Linked DNA regions of Sus scrofa: region 1 is linked to region 2. A link is a contact called in public HiChIP or PLAC-seq data. All regions are on one chromosome and are shown on one strand. Each heading gives the region's core, a stretch centred on a gene start, on an enhancer-like site or on the middle of the called end of the contact. The rest is flanking DNA. Distances are from core to core; before and after follow the strand shown.

The links. HiChIP or PLAC-seq counts read pairs in DNA pulled down with a chosen protein or histone mark.
Region 1: an H3K27ac HiChIP or PLAC-seq map of alveolar macrophages shows a contact between it and region 2. The contact joins the promoter of CDV3 here to the enhancer-like site in region 2. A contact is called at or near these places in 2 of 47 Hi-C or Micro-C datasets (brain and fetal heart ventricle) and 1 of 2 datasets of contacts at active chromatin or transcription factors (alveolar macrophages).

What each region holds. Positions count from the first base shown.
Region 1 is chr13:74,703,956-74,706,655 of Sscrofa11.1, forward strand. CDV3 (protein CDV3 homolog) reads left to right here and starts at 1,396. Exons shown (of 8, transcript XM_021069464.1): 1 at 1,396-1,917; 2 at 1,920-1,966; 3 at 1,968-2,114. The coding sequence starts at 1,863.
Region 2 is chr13:74,628,463-74,631,162 of Sscrofa11.1, forward strand. It overlaps BFSP2 (phakinin), which reads left to right. Exons shown (of 7, transcript XM_005669841.3): 5 at 1,247-1,378. Among named protein-coding and RNA genes, the nearest start is that of BFSP2, 72 kb to the left of the region's middle. Within about 2 kb of position 1,324, at least 20 of the 83 cell types and tissues checked have an H3K27ac peak or open chromatin away from gene starts, as enhancers often do. A contact at or near this core is called in alveolar macrophages and brain, where this site is marked.

The DNA.
Region 1 (2,700 bases), core at 146-2,645, 76 kb after region 2:
AATATTTGATCAGAGATATTAAGGAAGATGGGGGTAGGGGCAATGCTGAACTTGGCCTGCATCACAAGAAAAGTGGTGTCACAGAAGGAAGTAAACTAGAGACTCATCCTGAGTGGTTGAGGGCAGTTTATATCTGGGGAATAATATGTAAGCTTGCTGTTGGCCAAGGCCAGGTCTTTGATTTGCTTCTTTGACATATTCTGGACTTAGTGCTTTAATAGTAGTGTTGGGGGGGGGGGGAGTGACAAATTTTAACAGAAAAGCTATAAAGGAAAAGATCAAGAAGTAGTTCCATTTACTGGCTGTGCTCTATCTACCCCACAAGGCTACTAACATACGTCTGAGTCATTTCCTCAGTGGTTGTGACAGTTCTCTACTCTGTCTTTAGAAGGAGGAAGTGGAACGTTTAATAACCTTACATTAGACCCTTTTTTCATATGCGAGGATTCATTTCATTCTCAAGGCCCAGAAAGTATTTAAATGGTACAGCTAGGTATAGCATGAGCACATTTGGTCCCCATCTCTATGTTCCATTTCCCTCCTCTTATCAGGGATAAAAGCTAATGATAGATTACAGTCATCATCTAGACTCAAGCCAGGGCAGGAGGTACTATTTAAATGTATTAAAAAAAATCATTTATTACATCCATTGTGTTTTAAGCACTACACTGGGCAGCTAACAGTTACTCTTTCCCCACATATCTTGCAGGAGCTAACTTCTCTGTTTTACAGATCTAGAACTCAAAGCTCAGATTTATTTAGCTTGATCTTAGTAGCCATATCCAGGAGAGGGTGGAGTTCAGATAAAATCAATTCTCTTTTATCTACCTACCGGCTTACCAAGATCATTTAGGAAATGAGAACTAAACTTCAAGCTCGGGCTCCTCACTTTCGTAATAATCATCGTGTATGATGAAGATGAGTAGTTGCCAGACCAGAAAGGGTGAAAGTACAGAGAGCAGCAGAACGGATGGTACCGTTTTTAACATAGCTAGCTTAACACAGTGCTTTTCCGTTTCGATAACGTTCAAAAGACTACAAGGCCATAGTTAGCACTGGACGAGCAGACACACGTGTACTCTACGCATGCGCCCTGACGGACCTACCCGCCCCTTCAACCCGACCTGTTTAGCCAAGTCACCAATGAGCCCTCCAAAAGCCCGCCCTCAAGGCTAAACCCTTGGCCAATCGAGAGACAAGGGTCATCATGACGACACTTATTTAGCATAAACCCTCTCCCCGCCCCCAAGCCACGGCCCCGCCCCATCTGAAACAGGGATTGTCTCCTAAGCGCTTCATCCTGGCATCTGATTGGCTACCTTGCCAGCCCCACCTCCGTCTCCTCCCACCGCCCTCCCCTCTACGCTCTCACAGTAGCGGGCGGAGCTAAGTACGCAGGCGCGGGCGCTGCCTCTCTCTTCTGGTGGCCCGCCCTCCCTCCTCCCCTTCCCACCCCTCCCCACCCCCTTTCCCCTCCTCTCCGGGCCTGCGTGCGCGCGTCGTCCTCCTGCACGCGCCGCCGCTAGCCAAGCACTCTCGCCAGAGCCTCCGGCCCGCGCGTTCCTTTCCCTCTCCGTCTGCGGAGCGGGCGGGATCCTACGCCTCGGTGTTGGTAGCAGCCGCAGCCGGACGGGCTCGGGCGGCCTCAGCGGCACGCGAGCCTTTAGGCGGGCCGTACCATCGTTCGCCAGCACACAGGGGAAGCCATCTGCCCCACCTCACACGCCTTGGCGACCCCACGGGGCTGAGGCGTCGCCGCGCCCGGGAGCGTGAGCGCCGAGCCGGCCTCGACCCCGAGATCGGAGCCCCGCGGGCCGCGCCCGCCACCGGCCCCACCCATCCGGGCCGAGGAGGCAGCGGCCATGGCTGAGACAGAAGAACGGAGCTTGGACAACTTCTTCGCCAAGAGGGACAAGAAGAAAAGAAAGAGCGGAGCAACCGGGCGGCAAGCGCCGCGGGCGTCGCCGCGGGAGCAGCGGCGCGGCGGGAGCCGCCGCGGGAGCAGCGGAGCCGCGAGCGCGGCGGGCGGTGGGGCAGGCGCGGGGGCCCGGCCGGGCGACGGCGGGACCACCGCGGCCGCGGGCCCCGGGCCCGCAACCAAGGCTTTGACAAAGGTGAGGGGCCAGGGAGGCCGGGAGTCGGGGCCCGGGCCGCGCGCTTGCGCCCATGTGCCCGCCCCCGCCTGCCGGCCTGCCTGGGGGAGCGTCGGGGAGGGGCCACCGGGGCCGGCAGGCCGGCAGGCCGGCTGGCCGTCGGGCTCAGGAAGCTGCCGCGTGACGCGGGCTTCCCACTGCCGGCGGTCTCGCGCTCCCCGCGGGACCCCCGCCACCCTGCTCCTGACCTGGGTCGCCTGGCTCAGGCCAGGACGCAGTCAGGCGGTGGCACCCTCCCGGGGAATCGACCCGGGTCGGAAGTGCATCTATCGAGTGACGTAGACTCTCAGTAATTTAGCCTCTGACTTCAGCCCAGGAGTCTGAGCCGAATTTTCTAAGCATCACGTTTGGGGCGGCTTGAATTGACACGACTTGGTCTGAAGCCCGTGAAAGCAAGTCTCATGGCAAGATTGAGCTAGGCGTTTAGTTGTGGGAATACTATTGACTTCATTCGGGGTTTTTTGGTGCCTTTTAAAGTGACCCAGCGGAAGTAACAAAGTTTAGTCACGTTTGTCCTCCAGCCTGGATTGAGCAAAGGCTTTGGCCA
Region 2 (2,700 bases), core at 74-2,573:
GTCGGGCACATGGTTACTGTTCTTCAGCTGCTCCCAGGCCTTTGATGTACATCTTTGTTGGGTTCTTTATAGCCCTCAAACAGCAAGAACTGGCAGAACTAGTATTGAGATATAAGCCTTTTGACGTGGAACTTCTTAGCCAGTCAATGAGGTTGGACTGCTTTTGCATAATTCTGTAAATACGTATTCATACGTGGTAAAGATGGCAAATTCAGAAAGCCAGTGACCTGGGAGAAAAGGCAGTTGATTTTCTCCTATATTACTGGCTTGGAGACATTTCATCAGATGGTGCTGAGGGTTAATGAGGGTGAGCTCTTGTGTTTTCCCTTTTCCCAGCAAAGAGGAGGAAAAGTGACCTGCTCCCGGAATGTATGGGAAGAATCAGAAAATGCCCATCTTGCTCTGGGGAGAAGTTTCAAAACACAGACCTTCCCCCTGTATTCACAATTGTGGCCAGACAGGTTTTTACAGGGAAACCGGGGACTATCAGATCAAGTTGGTTCATTCCTTGTTTGAAAAAGGTGTGGGGCAATTGGAGTGCTAGAGGGGGTTACAAATTCTCTTAAGGGCAATTCAGCCCGATTTTTATCACAATCATAGATGCCTGCGATTTGACTCAACAGTTCCACTACAGGAATTTACCCCTCAGAGATCCTGCCATGTATGGAAAGTGAGGATTGCACTATGGCTCATAACAGGCCAAGACTGGAAACAAGCTAAATGTCCATCAGTGGGGACCTGCCAAGTAATTACAGTACTTCCAGGCAAGGCAACGCTATGCAGCCCTTGCAAAGAATGTAATTCATCTCTGTATACTGATACAGAATAATTGCTAAGATATGTTAAGTACCAAAGCAAGGGAGGATGAGCATACAGATTTATTTTTAAATGTATGAAATATTTCTGGAAGGAGGTATAAGAAACTAGAAACAGGAGAACAGAATAATTAGGGCACAGGAAGAAAAGGAGACTTTCTCCTATATATCCTTTAGAAACTCTTTGGAATTTTATTCTATTTGGTTTCATTATATGTTCAAAACTAAGTAAATATTGGAATACAAGGCACTCCATAGGTGTGGTATCCCAAAGCATTTCTATAGGTGTGGGCACCTATAGAAAAAGTGATTTTTAAGACAAACGGCTCTTTCCTCTGTGTTAGAGGCAGCAGAGTGGTAACTGGAGAGGGTGCGAGGGAAGGCCGGGTCGGGGCCCTGGCTCCCTCCTGCTCACCGCTGACTTTCCACAGCAACAGGCGGAGGTGGCCCGCAGGGCCCAGACCCAGGAAGAGAAGCTGGCCGCTGCTCTCAGGGTGGAGTTGCACAACACTTCCTGCCAAGTCCAGAGCCTACAGGCTGAGACGGAATCCCTCCGGGCCCTGGTAAGTGGGCCAGGAAGAGCCCTGGCCTTTCCTGAGCCAAATTTAACTCTCGACTGTCTAATTGTACTCATACGGGAACATAGGAGTTTGAGGCCTGCAAAGGATCGTCCGATACCAAATGGCAAGTGTAGTAAACACAGTTAGTGTCCCATCGAAATACCCTCCACCAGGGTGCTGCCCTGAAACCTGGCCCCTGACCGCCATAGAGGCCCAGGGAACTGCCCTCAGCAGAAGACACCTGGCCTAGGCCCATAGGCCCGCCCCCAGACTCAGCCATCAGCCAGTGGCTGACTGACAGGGTTTAAGAGCCCAGCCCACTTGCTCCAAAGTGGATTCCTCTGTGGAGAAATCCTCCTGCTCAGGAGCTCTCCACTGGGTCAGGCTGTAGCCGGATTCCAGCCGAAACCACCTCCTGGCTTAACACTTTGCATTGCTCTCCCTAGCTCCCCATTTTTCTGAAAGGAAACACTTCATTACTGACATGTGCCAGGATCCCTGTGTCAGGCTCTGCTTCTGGGGAATCCAAGCAAAACTAGTAAGCGAGTTAGCTCTTCAGACTCATTGTGGTGTGTGAACAGATTTCTTGCATTATGAATTAGTATTGTTGGTTAAAATAATTATTAATAATACAGCAATCTACCCTCGGATCTCTGGGATGGACTGAAGTTGCATCCCAGGGGGTCAAGCACAGCTCCTCCTGGATGCCCCCTCCTGGGGGCCCTGTGTACTGATTCAATCCCCATGTGTACTGAACACACCCAAGTGCACGAGGAATGGTTCATGCAATCCCTGCGCAGCTGAGATAGTCTGGACTTCACCGAGGTCCAAGAAGCCCCTCTTCCCCATCAGCCTTAAGCTGTTGGCTGTTCGAGTACCCTTTCTTCCACACACCCCATGCACCCTCATCTCAGTATTGCCATCTACATCAGCTCTATCACCAAACCATCAGCCCTGCCCCCCAGCCCCCACTGGAGCCACAGCCTGTCACCAAGTTAGCTCATTCTAGTTGGTTCCCCGCAGAAACTACTTTTCCTGCTGCCAAAAATCACCCCATCACCCCAGTTCCCTTCCTTCAACTGTCTTCAGTTCACTTAGTCCCTTGTCCTCGGCCAACAAGGCCACAGCACACCCAGCCAGCTCAGAGGAGATGCTCAGTCTTTGCCACAACACGACACACATCTCGTGGCTCCACTTCTCTCCCGGTCATCCTCTGACAGGACCTGGGTCAGTGCAAGGGGGTGTGAGGAAAGGGTCTGGGATGAGAAAGATCAGGCAACTACAGCCTAAAGCGATGCTGCTTTAACTAAACAATTGCCTGAAAG